2 separate regions of the Gossypium arboreum genome follow, and region 2 is linked to region 1. Evidence: chromatin contacts called from public Hi-C data. All regions are on one chromosome and are shown on one strand. The core of a region is the stretch at or near the end of the contact, and the rest is flanking DNA. Distances in the headings are between cores, read along the strand shown. Region 1 holds the start of LOC108468610 (COP1-interactive protein 1-like). Region 2 holds the start of LOC108454913 (ethylene-responsive transcription factor CRF1-like).

Region 1 (7,814 bases), core at 3,123-5,622:
TCTTTCTACTTGAGAACTCCACTGAAGCATTCAATCTGGTAGTGAATTCCCTCAATCTCTTAGATGAGGACTGATGCAGTTTCTCCATCTGTTTTTTTCTTAAGTCTCGGGACTCGATGTCAGTTTTTCTCTTCTCTTTGGCCAATTCCTCGGCCTTACATGCTCTCTCCACGAGCGCCACAAATTCCCTCAATTCTAAGATGCCAACTAATATATGGATATCTTCGTTTAGACCATCTTCAAACCTCTTGTACATAATAGCTTCTGTAGATATGCACTCCCGTGCATATTTGCTGAGTCTCACAAACTAACGCTTGTACTCCGTCACAGTCCTACGACTTTGCTTCAGCTTTAAAAATTATTTCCTTTTCTGGTCATAAACCTTTGGCTAACGTACTTCTTTGGGAACTCTTCTAGGAAGAATTCCCAAGTTATCCTCTCTCTCGGTATAATAGAAACTAGAGTATCCACCATTGGTAGGCCGAGTCTCATAGGAGTGAACTGCGCACTTCACGCACTCCTCAAGTGTGCACGATAGCTCATCAAATACCCTAATAGTATTTTCTAGCCAAAACTCTACTCTCTCCGAGTCATTATTAATATTCGCCCAAAATTCCTCTACCCCTTACTTACGAATCTTGTTTAACGGAGGTTTCTCTCTCCTAACCATATTTACTCATTGAGGAGCAACAGGGGCATACTGAGGAATCAGAGGAGATGGGGGAGGTGGAGTATTCGGATTCACATGAATGAACTCCGAATACCATACTTCTATCATATGGAGGTAAGCTTCTCTAGCTCCTCTACCTTGACTCATTGTCACGGGCCCACTATCTACTAGTGCAGTCCTTTCAACGGGAGTCGGCGCATTACTCTCCACATCATCCGCCGTAGCTACGTTAGGATCCATTTACTATATAAATAAAAATACAATTTATCTCATCAGGAGTCGTCACATTATCAATATAAAATTATGACATGTATAACTAGACACGTACTCACGCTAGGTTAGTCCTAGAACCGACTAAGCCATAGCTCTGATACCACTAAATGTAACACCCTTTACCCGAGTTCGACGCTGATACCGGGTACGAGGCATTACCATTCACAATTCACATACACATGTACTAAGTTAGATCACACGAGCCCGTTAAAATTTAAAACTTTTTCGAACTTGTTTAAACTCCTTAATATGGGCCTACAAGGCCTCAAACATCCATTGAAAGCCTTTCAAAACCAACTTTATCCTTAAACTGACTATATAAAAATGACCCTTGAAACAGGGTACACACCCGTGTGGCCACTATGACATGGCCGTGCTTATGACCCTTGTGGTTCACATGGCCTAAGCACAAGGGAACACGTCCGTGCCCCGAGTCTATGCGAATTAAATTCTAAATTCGAACCTACAGGGGCTTTCACACGGCCTGATACACACCCGTGTCCATTGCCCATGTCCCTCACACGGCATGACACGCCTGTGTCTAAAAACCTTGACATTCTGTTTCTGACGTCAGCATCCAATTTAGGGCATACGGCCAAGGTACACACCCGTAGCCAGAGGCTGTGTGCTCTACATGGTTGAGACACACGACCGTATCTCTGCCCGTGTGTTTACTACCATGCATACTGACTTGTCAATTTAATGTGCAAGGGACACACGGCCGGATAACACGCCCATGGGGCTGACCGTGTGTCACACACGGCCTAGACACACGACCGCGTGACAAAATAAGGCTATTTACCAAGCCTTTTTGCCACCCTTACTTGCACTAACCTACGTAACCTTTAACATGAAAAATCTACACAACAATACAAGGTCTAATCAGCCACACAAGATATTATCTCATTCATGAAAATATCATCATTTACATAGATCAATAATAAATATTAACCATTATCCATGGCTTTATACAAAATGAAGGGATTCATCCCAAGCCAACACATTTAGTCAAATTAATATTGACACAAAACTCAAAAGTCTAAGCCCTATACATGCCATATTCAAAATAATAAGACCAACTATACCAAGTGCTTCAGTTGATAGTGTGATCGATGCCTCCGACGTCTGATGATCCTCTAGCTAATTAGGTGGCACTATAAGAAAATGGAAAGGAGAGGGAGTAAGCATAAAGCTTAGTAAGTTGCATGCAAATAAATATAACAACAACTTTACCATTCATCATCATGTTCATAATACAAAAGTAGGCATAAGTACAACTTACTCATCACTATCCATTACAATTCACATAGCATATATTGAGCTCACATCTCATTCATTTCAAATGGGTACCTGTACCACTCACAACATGGCTATACTTTTCTCGTTTAACTCAAACTGTAACTCTCACCATTGAATCATTTGGAATACTATTGAATATTCACTAAGCTTCAAACATAGGGTATAATGCTGATGCCATGTCCCAGACATGGTCTTACATTGACTATCAAAATCGAGGCCGACGCCATGTCCCAGACATGATCTTACACTAGCTCTCACATATCAGTGCCGATGCCATGCCCCAGACATGGTCTTACACTGACACTTTTATACGTGCCGATGCCATGTCCCAGACATGGTCTTACACTGACACATCTCGTAGCCGATGCATGTCCCAGACATCTCTTACACTAGCTCTCGTTTCAATGCCGATGCCATGTCCCAGACATGGTCTTACACTAGCTCTCATAATGTAGCCGATGCATGTCCCAGACATGTCTTACACTAGCATACAATAACCCGAATGTCATGGCATGGATATCCGATTTATTTTCTAAGGTTCAAACGGGAGTTTTACTATCTAAATATTCATCATACATAATCAATTCCACAAACAAGCAGTTTATGCTATATCAATTCAGACACATATAATAACAATGTAGTTGTATTATTTACATACAACTTACCTCGGTACTCAAAATGGGGCGACTAGTTGATTTAATCTACTTGCTTGGCCTTTCCCCAGTTTAGGTTCGGATTTTGTATTTCATGATCTAAAATGGAAACATTTAGTAATTTAATCATCAATTAAATCTAAGCGCTTAATAATTTATGATTTGGGCAAAATGACCATTTTGCCCCTAGACTTTTACAAAATAACCATTTTACCTCTAAGCCCGGAAATCAATTTTTATCGAGTTTCCCTATTTGTCAAGCCTAACCAACCATTTATCTCTCTTAAAAAACCCCCAAATTTCCAATATTTCACAACATTACTATCTATTTTACAACTTTACAAAATAGTCTTATTAGGGTTTTCATGAGAAATCCCTTCATAAAAGTTGTTTATTTCATAACCATGATTCATTTTCTTCCATAAAATTTCAGAAAACAACATGAACACTCTCATGGTAAAACTCTAAACTTTCAGCCATTTAACAAAATAGTCCCCTTGTTAGAAAGCTCATGCTACAAAAGTTCTAAAAATGTAAAAATTTTCAAGAAAAGCCATTAAAGTCACTTACTTGCAAGAGTAGAGAGTGGCTGAAATTTTTTAGGCTCAAAAACCCCTACAATGGCTGAGTTTTCGGTGGAGAAGGAGATGGGAAAAAGATGATATCTTTTCTCTATCTTTTGTCTTCTATGGCAGGCCATCACTTATCCAAGGGTCTATTTGCCCTATAAAGACCCCCAATTTTGGTTCTCTAGCTATTTAACACCCTTTGCTATCAAAACAGGACTTTTGCATTTTATGCGATTTAGTCTTTTTTCACAATTGGGCTCACAATCGCTAAAATTAATTCACCAAAATTTCTATACTCCTTTATAAACATGCCATCACACATAAAATAATATAAAAAAATAATTTCTCTAACCTCGAGTTAGTGGTTCCGAAACTATTGTTTCGATTGAACCCAAAATCGGGCCGTTACAATTCTTTTATTTCTCTTTTTCTTTTACTGCCTAAACCCTAAATTAGTGCCAAAATGGGCTATTTAAATTTGTGCTAACTGGCCAGCTGGATGGTTAATGACAACAAGGAATCCGTCAACTGCCATGTCACTTTTCCGTTATGTCTGTAACGAAAAATGGTTAAAAAGACTTGTTTTGTTATTTTTTGAAAGTTGAGTGACTAAATTAAAACCTGACTGACTATTTTGTTAGTTACCTCAAAATTAAGTAATTGTTGGTTTAATTTACCCTAATGAATAATAAATTTATCATAATAGAGTAAAAAAACCTAAAGATTTATGCTTCACTGTTTCAAATATATGTCATCTGCCATAGAGTAATTTAATTTAAAAAATATAAAAATTAATTAAAATTTTAGGACAAGACAAAGCGCGGGACATCACCCACGTAGCATTTACGTTTTGAAATTTTAGCCACTTATTTTTTATTGTTTACGATGAAATGAAATTATCGCGTATTTTTGCTATCCGATAAAATGAGATTCCATCGTAATATACAAAACGAAATTTTAGGGCTATTTGTATCATAAAAAAGAAACCGCCAAAATTCCGTTCTCATGGACTGGAAACATCACAAACACAGAAAGCCTATTTTATAATTTCACTTTTTTGACTATTTTTCCTTTTTTCTTTTCACCTGAAAATGTTTCCTAATTTTCCATCATTTTATCAATTCGCATTCCATTTTGATCCGCTGAGAGAAAATCCGCCTTCGATTTTCAGGTAATATTTGCTTTCAATTCATTTTCTTCTTTTTTTTTCTTCGTTTGATTGTTAACGAAGATGGAATATAAAACGAAGAAAATCATTCAAATTAATAATTTCATGTTTAATTCAGAAATAAAAAACTAAATAAGTCAAATTTGAATTTTCTGATCTTTCGATTCGTCTAAGATAAATAATGGTTAGATTGAATTTTGAATTGGATTTTACGTAGCTTTCAGCGAATGTCATTCCTTATCGAACATAACCGACGTGTTAACGCTTAATCCCATAATTAAAATTTAAATATTGTGATTAAAAAACCTATTTGAAGGCCATGGGTGGCAATGAACTGGATGTTAGCTGGTATATTTTCTCCTTGTAGCAAGACAATGTGTTTGAATTTCAGAACTGAATTGGTGAAGAAACGGGTGGGGGTTGTTGTTGCCTTTGAAGATGACGTATCAAACCTTGGCCACCATTTATCCATTACCCAATCTTTGGAAATTCTGATTTATCAATGGACCACCATTCTTTTTTGGTGGGTCTTGTTGTCAAAATCAACTATTATGTAGAATAATCGTTACATGTTACTCATTATCCGATAATGAGTGTCGGATACAAATGTAATGTGCGGTACCGTGTTGAAGGCAATGAAGGGTTTGTCTTTTTAGCTTTTTGTTGCACTATTTGATCTAATTATGTATCAAAATCAACGATATTTCCGGCCCATAACAATCTCCTATTAGGAATTTTGACTAGGTTGTGTTCTAATTAATGAATTCATAATGCAGATATGTCAAGAATGCACATGGAAGGATTTGACAGGCATGTCTTATTACTTGTTTCCAAGGTCAAAATTTTGCCAGACTTTGAATTTTAAAGAGTTTGGTTAAATGCCTGGTGAACGGTTCTTGTGTAAAAGATGAATTAGCTTTCTTCTTTTATGACTTTGCTTATGATGAAATGCACATTTTTGGTATTGGCTAGGGAGGAAGAAAACTAAGGATAAAGTGTAGACCATCTAAAAAATAGTGAATGCACAAGCTGTTTTTGAGGATATGCTTGATTTAGGACTTTGTTATGTTTGGATGTGTCAATGTGAAAAATAATTTACTAATGCTATGTCACCTTTATTTTCAGATATTTAGTTTGATGTGTTTGAGATGGAGCATGCATTTTTTGGCTTGGGGATTCATTCTTTAAGTTCGCAGCAAATTTTATATTGGAGAAGACGCTATAAAGCCAGACAACGACCTCTAAGGGTTGTTATCCTGATACACAGAAGTTCAGAACAATGGAGCAAGTGGAAGTGATTAAACCAGGTTTGTAAAAGCTGATGAAAACCTGAAAATATGCACACATTGTTTGGCTGCAAAACCAAATTTTGCACCCTCGCTAATATACCCCCGTGCTACCTTCCTTTTATCATCCTCTTACATTATTTTTGTAGATTCAAAGATAACATGAGTGCCATTATAGGCACATTTTCTTTTTCTTCCTCAATGTAAATCTTAATGGATGCATGTCTGCAAAGTTATGTGCATTTTTGGCTAAAGATTAGGCACTAGTCAGTGAAAAGTTAAAATCCCTTTGTCATCCTCAAGTAGTTGTATTGAAACTGTAGTGTTGCATTCACCATTTTTATGTTTCCGCAAAAGCGAGGTTTAGGAATCTGCTTATAACCTTACTTTGCCCTCTAGAGAAAAACTTGACAGTGCCTTGTAGTATTATCCTGTTTCTAGTATCCTACGAGTTATGACTGTCAGCTTATTAGTAATTCTTTGTCATTGTTTAATGTCAATTGCTTTTGTCAAAGTCTCCTGATTTGCGTTCATTGTTGTATTGATTCCGTGCTGTAAGATCTCAGGTGCTTTTGACTAAGATAATGTAAGAGTTTTAACATTTTCTTCCATACATATTTCATTTGATGTTGATGTATCAGATTCGGAATTTCCCTGTTTTTCACAGATGTTGAAAAGAGAGTAGAAAGAATCTTGAAGCTCATCAAGAGGAAAAGCAGGAAAAGGGAGCCAGAACTTATTGGGCATGTTGAGGAGTTTTACAGACAGTACCAGTCACTCTCTGCGCAATATGAGCATCTTAAACGAGAGTCCGTTGAGAAAGTTCTCAAAGGAAAAGGAAAAGGAAACGAAAGTCATCCCTATTATTCATCCGGCTCGGACTCAGAATATTACTCCCCTACGGATAGAGAAAATGACACTGACACGACATTTGATAATGATAGAAGATTCCATAGATGGATGGCAGATAACATCAAGGAAGAACTTAATCGTGCATATGAAGAAGACTCTGATTTGAAGCACCAATTGGCCTCTAAGACCGAAGAGAGTGAAGCTTTAGCTTCAGGTCATCTGTCTGCTTCAAGTAAAACAGAAGAAATAGAAACCATCAACAAAGATGAGCCTAAAAGAGATTCTGAAGTTGGGATTGATGGTAAGACAGTTGAAACTAAACAGCAAGGAGAGACAAATACTGCAATGTATGTGCCGGTTTGGGAGGAAGGAGATGAAGTAACTAAACTCATGAAGCAACTCAAAGAAAATGAAAAGAACCTAACATCTAGAATCAATAATTCAATGGCACAGGTCTGCAGTCTGAAAAAGGAAGTGGACTATCTACGTGCTCAACAATGTGAAGCCAGAGGAAATGTAATGAAGCCGGAATTAGAGGTTCAAGTGAAAACTCTGACAGAGGAAAACCAAGGCTTACAGGTGCAGGTGATCGACTTGGAATCGGAGGTTGATGCTCTACGCAAACAGAATATTACATCCAAAGATGAATTGAGGAGTAATGTTCATGAAATCAATCAATTGAAAGAGGAAAATGCTCACCTGAATTCAAGAATTCTAGGACTGGAAGCACTATTTAGAGAGAGGAGACTTGAGGACTGCCAAACTAAAAGGGAAAAACAAACAACTCAGATGAGTACAGAGGTTAAGTTGGATCATGTGACGGAGAAAAACCAAGTGGAGTTACAGATTGCAGACCAACAGAGAATGATGAAAGAAATAGAAGAACATACTAGGAAAACCATGGAACGTAACCCAAAGCTTATCAAACAATTATCTGCTGGAAACAAGTTAAATTACATAGAAAGAAAGATGGGGAATTTAGCACAAGAATTCTACCAGAAACTCGATGATAACATCCGTCTTCTGTGCTTAAGGATTGCGGTT
Region 2 (7,814 bases), core at 2,103-4,602, 210 kb before region 1:
ATCAATCTATGCACTCTACAATTCATAATTGGGCAAAATGATCAATTTGCCCCTAGACTTTTGTAAAATGACCATTTTACCCCTAAGTTCGAAAATTGATTTTTATCAAATTTCTTCATATCTTAAGCCTAGACGAACCCTTTTTACTCTTATAGCAACTCCAAATTCCTACTATTTCCCATACTTAACATCTATTTTACAACTCATGTAAAATAGTCATTTTAGGTGTTTTCATGCTAACACATTTCACAGAAGTTGTTCATAACACACCCAAGACTCATTTTCTTCCATAAAAACTCAGAAAACATTACAAACCCTTTCATAGCAAAATCCTACACTTTTGATTATTTAGCAAAATAGTACCCTCATTAGAAAACTCATGCTTCAAGGGTCTCAAAAGTACAAAAATATTCAAGAAAAGCCATTAAAATCACTTACTTGTGAAGGCTTAAAGTTGCTGAAATTTTTAAAGCTCCAAGAACCCTTATTTTGCTAAAAATTTTGGTGGTAGAGAAGAAGATGAGAAGGTGATATCATCTTTCTCTTATTTTATTTCTATTTTAATCAATTTAGCCACCAAACCCACCAAATTTAGACTTTTTTTACCAAGTTTGTCTCCTATGGCCGGACATGCCTCCTTAAAGGGTCTAATTTCCCTTTAAATACCCTTAATTTAGGTTCTCTAGCTATTTGGCACTTTTAACTATCAAAATAAGACTTTTGCATTTTATGCGATTTAGTCCTTTTTCACAATTGGGCTCACAAACGTCACAATTAACTCACCAAATTTTTCATGCACTTTTAAGAATATGCTATAACATCTAAATAATTATAAAATAATTTATCCGACTCTGGATTTGTGGTCTCGAGACCACTATTTCAACTAGGCCCTAAATCGGGCTGTTACAGCAACAACCACTGCTTATATATCAGAAGAACACTATTAAAACTCATTCGTAACTTTTAACATCATCACAAACCCAAATAACCCTTACACTAAGCATTAATTCGTCATCTTACTATTCATACATTCTTACAGGCATACTATTCTATAGCATAACATGTAGAGTCCTTACCTTGACATAGAGCAATCACTTATAAAATTCGGGATCTCAACTTTAGCTTAGAGAAATACCTTCGGTTCCTCAATAACCTTGTCTTAGAAGAAAGAATAAGAGAACTCCCCTTACCTAAATTTCAATAACTATTATTATTATAATCTAGGTTCTTATTGGAACTTGATAAATGTCACATCATTATTGAATTGTCTTATCAAAAGTCTACAACTTCCAAGAAACCTAATTGAGTATTCTCTTATCTTTTAACTATTCTGGTTCACATTCAGTTGGTTCCTAACCAGCTTACCTTGCAACTTAACTTGCATAATGCCAAAATTAAAGGGTGCACTATCCCTGACGTGAACTCATATGCTCGGTATCAATTTTACTTGGTCGCTAATCTTATTCCAACTAACATAGCCACTTACAAGAAATCTTTATTGACTTAACCATAAAATTGTACACGTCCACTCTATAAGCTGAAAGATGCACTTGGGTGAAGCCTACTCCGCCAATCATACTACCTTAGAGCTATGCGCCAAACCTTGTATCCGCCATATTCGCGATGTTACAAGAGTTATACATGGGTCGGGTTCAGGTTGGGCCCTAACAAAATTTTAGGCCAGATTGATAGGCGTAGGCCCGAGCCAGCCCAAAAAAATGGGCCTAAATTTTTTCCCAAGTCCGATCCAAATAAAAATGCTAAAATCCGGGCTTGGCCCGTCTGTATTAATTTTTTAAATTTAATTTTTATATAAAAAATTAAAAAAATATAATACACCATATACACTAAAAATATTAAAATAAATGTTTCCTAGCAAATTGAAAATAAATTTAAGAAAGTTTGTATACTTAAATAACACTAAGATAAATGCAACTTAACAAGTAAATGCCTCTAAAATAGTAGTAAAATTAACGATAAAACTAGTGTTATATAATATTCAAACATTAACAACACAATAATAGCAACATAATAGTGAAATGGTGACAAAAGGTGGGAAAATAGCAGCAAAACAGTAAGCGGTTTTTAATTGTAAATACGGACCAAGGCCGAGCCAAAAACCTTACCCAAGGCTCGACCCATTTTCTAAACAGACATTTTTTTTTTTTGCCTTAGCCCATTTTTTAAGCTTATATTTTTACCCAGAACATCTTATTTTTTGAGTAGGTCAAGTCAGGTGTCCGACCCCATAAACAACTCTATCGCCTACCACCAATAGGAGGAGGGGAGAGAGAAAGAGAGCACCAAGTAACATAAGGCTAGGCAACATCATTGCACCTTCAACATGTACACCTTGAGTATGGGATGCCATGTCGGATGTCGCAATCAGGCTCTAAACAAAGTGTCAAAAGCCACCATGAACCCTCACATGAAAAATGAAGAAAACCTAAGGACACCGGTATTAATCTAGCTATTAGACTCATAGAGCTTTAAGAGTTGACATCGATAGAAACACAGTAGAAGAAGAAACCTAACAAGCATAAAAGGAAACAAGGGGCCAAATTAGAAAAAAAGAGAAAAACCCTCATGAATAATGTTTGAAAATTGATGGATAATTAGTATTCTGACATTTGAATGTTTTATAATATTCTTTTCCCTTATAGTGAAAATTTATCTTGAAAAATGGCATACAATATCTTCAACACTTAATAGCTTATTTGAAAATTCAAAAAATGTGTGTAGTTAGGCATGTTACTTCCTTTTCATCTATTCAAAGAAAGGTATATTTCATACATCAATTATGGCTTCAATAGATACTTCCATCAAATTTCATTACAATACAATTTTTCAATTAATTTCTGAAAAATCAATTTGAAGAACACAATTATTGTTTAAGTAGATTTTGAAATCTGTAATTACTTTTTATATAAAATATTTAGAATTATTCATAATCTTTTAAATAAAAAGATAAAAGTGGTTGAGCGCATTTGAACGCTTATCCTCTTATATTAACAACAGTACTAATATTAACTAAGCTAGTATTACAATTGAAACGTGAATGGCCAGTTTGGAATACAAAATTTAATAGCTAATACTGATGATTAAGTTAAGACGCAACCATTATTATGACTGGTCATTGTTTTTATTCGTAGTGTTTTCATTAACCTTTGGGAGAAATAATTACAAAAATTTTCATCAATATCAACAAACTGGATTACACCATACATATCTGTCTAAACACTAATAGTTGAGAAATAATCCAAACCCGAAAATCAAACGAAAACGGCAAATGAACCCAACGATTATTATTATATAATTGTCTGCTAAAAATTCTCTTTTGTTTAACTTATATAATCAAAATGAGTTACCTTCAATTAAAAAACCCAACTTGATTAGTGGAATATATATAGAGACAAGTTGAATACTCTGTTTTCATATTTTAGCTCTGCTGCACTCTTCTTTCTTATCAAATTTTCTGGTCCCGCTCCATAACATTTCTTCTTTCTTTTTACTTTTCTGGACCAAGTATCCTCAAAAATCAACTTGGGTTCTTTATTTCTTTTAAGACTTAGATTCCAAAGTTACCAAAAAATAGCTAATTTATGCTCTCAGTTAGGTGACTGTGAAAAGCACTGGTTTTTTTTTTTTCTGAGAGAGATATTTATTCTCTATCCCTTTTTCCACAAAAGCCATTTGCTTGCGTTTGGTTTTTTTTTTTTTTTTAACTCTGCAACTTTTTTGCTCACAAAAATTTCATCTTTTTTGGCTCACTCTTGGTTTTCTCGTCGTTTGATGAACTTTTTGATGAAGAGATTAATGGTGGATTTCTCTTCGTTTCAAGCTTCTCTTTAACGTGTTTGTTCTTTCTTTCTTTCTTTTAGTTCTTCAGCTTTCCCTTTATTCTCCTCGTGTCTCGACTCTCAAAGCTCAAAGGAATCTCTTTCCTTTTGATCTTCCTTTTTATTTCACTTCCTACTCTTACTTAAAACCACAACAAAAAAAAAACCCAGAAAAACCCAGAGAAAATGGATCCTTGTTCAGTTTCTTTAATCAAATACACTGAGCACCGCAATGAAACTAAGCTCCTTTCGCCATTGGTAAATGGAAGAGTCGAGAATAAGCCAGAAATGAAGCCTCGAATTGTACGAATTTCAGTTACTGATGCTGATGCTACTGATTCTTCTAGCGACGATGAAGAAGAAACACGAATGATACGACGCCGTTCTAGGAACAGAGTCAAGAAGTTCGTCAACGAGATTACCATTGAATCAACAAATCCCACAGAGTCGAGGTGTGTTCGAAAAAAGCCGGCGGCGGAGAAGTTAAAAGTTAAAGCGGCGGCGAAAGTACCGGCGGGGAAGAAGTTTAGAGGGGTAAGGCAACGACCTTGGGGAAAATGGGCAGCGGAGATAAGAGACCCGTTAAGACGTGTGCGGTTATGGTTAGGTACCTATAACACCGCCGAAGAAGCAGCAATGGTTTACGACAAAGCGGCTATTCAGCTACGTGGTCACGACGCCCTCACCAACTTTACAACTCCTCCGATGAAAGACGAAAACATCAGCCAAAAACAGTTATCCAGTTCCGATTACAACTCCGGCGAAGAATCACACAACAGTTACCTTTGCTCTCCGACTTCCGTTCTCCGTTGCCCTTCGCTTTCCATCGACGAAGTCGATTCTCAAAGCTTCGAAAAATCGCGCGAAACCAGAAACCGACCTCGAGACGTCCCCGACGATTCTTGCTGCATATCGGGAGAAAACTTATCGGATTTCTCCGAACATTCATCCTTGTTCGCCGGCGACATATTCAGTTCAGTGCCGAGTTTGTTCGACGATCATACAAGTTTACACGAAGGGTTTTTGAAAGATGATTTTGGTTACGGGTATTTGAGTTCGGGTGGGGATTTCGAATTCGGGTTTGGTACCTTCTCGAGCTGGCAATATGTAGATGATCATTTCCAAGACATCGGGGATTTGTTCGGGTCGGATCCTCCGTTTGCCTTTTGACAGTGGTTTTATTTATGTTTTTTTTTCCTTCTTTACCCCTCGTGTAATGCCGGTTTTACGGTAAGTTTTGTATCGGCGGGAACTGAAAATACCGTATTTGTGTTTTTTAATTTATTTTATTTCTTAGATAATTTCTATGTTTTTTATTAATTACTAAAATGAGAGTAATTAAACATCTCCGTCACAGTAACGGCGACGGACTAGTTAGGCTACGTGTTTCCTTCTCTGAGAGGGCTGTCATTTATGTTTTTTTTGTTGTTCTTGTTGTTTTTACGAAGGCAGGTGTTGCTGCACGTGAGTGGAACATCTGGGAAGGTTTTTTTTTTTTGGGTAATACTACAATAAATGTTCTAGAATTTAAAGTCTTAATGAACTGAAGTTCACACGTGATGTGTAACGGGTCAAATATGTTTTACTTTAAACAGTTATTACACTATCAAATATTTTAATTTCAAACGAAAACTCAGATTTTAGAATATGAGTGAATGAAAAATGTAGTGCTAAAATTATATTTATAAAAAAAAATCAATAGTTGAATTAAAAGGTAAGACAAATAAAGTGATTATAAATAAATCAAGATTTGATTTTCAGTTGTTTTATTTAAATATTTCATATAAAAATAGTGAAAGATAAAATATTTTATTTTATTAAAACAGATTTTGAGAATCTTTTAATTGAGTCGGTGTCAATTTGACTTATGACACAAATTCAGTGAAACACGTTATATATAGTATAGATGCGGTGGATGTATCAATTTGATGTATTAACTGAGTAAACATGATTAAGAAGAAAATTAGTGTTGCAATCCTATAGTACAACCTAGAGAGTTAACTAGATTATGACACACATATATTGTAGGTCAAATAAATGTATTATAAAAAATTGATTTAGGAACTTAATTAAGATTTTAGTTGAAATGATAAAATTGAGACAATATATGATGTTTTAGGTTTAAATTTTATTATGTGTGTATTTTTTAGCTTTTATATGAAAATATATAATAATAAAAGAAGATAAAATCACCTTCATAGTAATATTTATTACTTTGTAGAAAGAATGAACTTTTGGTTATTTTTCAACTAAATTGGACTTATTAATGAGTGACATCAACTTAATTAAACATGTAAAGATAATCTATATATATATATATATATATATATATATATATTCAAGGATAATTAGGTAATTTCCTTCCTCTCGCACCCTATACTTATCACATGCGATAATAAATAAAATGTTAAAATATACTTTAAGTCTTTGTACCTTTCATATATTTGGAATTTAATCTCTATTTTTACTTCCAAGAATTTAGTCTCTGTATTTTTACAATTCAAAATTCATATCTAATTGCTAATGCCTAAAAAATTCTATTAATTCATAGATATCACATTTTGAAATAATAAAATACTTAACGATAGTCATGCACCAAACATGACGTTACAATAAACCTGAATTTAACATAAGAATTTTAATAGTATTAATAATTTGATTTGTATTTTTAAATTGAAAAGTAAATGAATTGCATTCTTTAAAATAAAATTAGGGGACTAAATTCTAAATATAAAAAGAGTACAAGAGCTTAAAACATATTTTAACCGAAGTAAAAACCTAACAAGTCACTAAGACCTTTTGTGAGTAGTAAGTTTGAGACACTATATTCAAGTCCCATTGTGTGTAAATTATTTACAGGTTTTTAGCCCAGTTTTTTATTCAATTTATTTTAAATATATTCCAGTTATAGATCTAAATTGTATATTATATTGATTAATTCTGATTATTTGTACTTAAAATAAAAACAAATAGAAACGTAACAAAATTTACCTTAGGAGAAAACGAAGGTTTTTTTATTCTTTTACCTTTCCAAAGTGAAAATCATTAATGGGATGATACATTGATGTTAGGTTTCACTCTTATAATATAATGTGTATGTCTAGTAATACTAAGAAAATACACTGAAAACATCAAATATGCCTTTGAACGGACCAAAAGCAAGCACTACCATTGATATTGCCCAAAGAAAGTAACCTTTTTTAATGTCATTTCTAGTTTCCAAGAACAAATGAAACTTGGACAAGATATGGTGAAGCTTCATTTTCACCTCCTTCACTACAAATTTTGACCACTTCACTCTTGGAAAGGAAAATCAAAGGGGACAAAGAGGTGGCTTTACACTTGGGATGAATTAAAATGATTTGTGAAATTATAATCAATTAATTTATCAATTTTTTAATAAAATGAGTAAAATATAATTGAATTTCTAATACAAAGACGTCCATGATATTTTATTAAATTTAAAAATAAGGACTCAAAATTGTAATTTTAAAATTTAAAATATACTGAAACAAAAGAAATCAAATTAAAATAATGGCATAATTTAATAAAAATAGAATGATGAGGCAGTGGGGAGTGGCGACTGGCGTGTGAGGCGGCCACTAGGGCATTTCAGTTTCGGGGTCCCTTTTCAACTTAGTGTTTGTCTGTTGGTGAAATTTAGCAAATCAAAGCTTTTCATCATTTTTGGGCCAAATATTTCCTTAGGTTGATGATGTGGGTTTTAATTTTCTTTTCTTTCCAGTTTATCAATCCTCTCAATTTAGACCATCGTTTCGAAAGGTTATGGGCAAATAAATATGGGTTTCATTGCAAATCAAAACCCATGCATTTTGCTATATTAATTAATCCAAACAAAAAAAAAACCACTGAAAATATCGAAAGCAAAATGATTTATTGAAACAATTTTTGGATGATTTTGAAATGTATCAAATTGTGTGGTCCCATAAATTAGCTGGAGGAGAGTGCAAATGT

Evidence for each region. Hi-C and Micro-C count contacts between places; a contact is called where the count stands out from the background.
Region 2: a Hi-C map of leaf shows a contact between it and region 1, with 3 times the contacts expected there. The contact joins the promoter of LOC108454913 here to the promoter of LOC108468610 in region 1. A contact is called at or near these places in 2 of 5 Hi-C or Micro-C datasets (both in leaf).

The regions. Positions count from the first base shown.
Region 1 is chr1:33,442,140-33,449,953 of ASM2569848v2, reverse strand. It overlaps LOC108468610 (COP1-interactive protein 1-like), which reads left to right and starts at 4,372. Exons shown (of 3, transcript XM_053031438.1): 1 at 4,372-4,635; 2 at 5,758-5,939; 3 at 6,586-7,814. The coding sequence starts at 5,912.
Region 2 is chr1:33,647,410-33,655,223 of ASM2569848v2, reverse strand. LOC108454913 (ethylene-responsive transcription factor CRF1-like) reads left to right here and starts at 3,352. Exons shown (of 1, transcript XM_017753541.2): 1 at 3,352-5,140. The coding sequence starts at 4,026. The coding sequence ends at 5,009.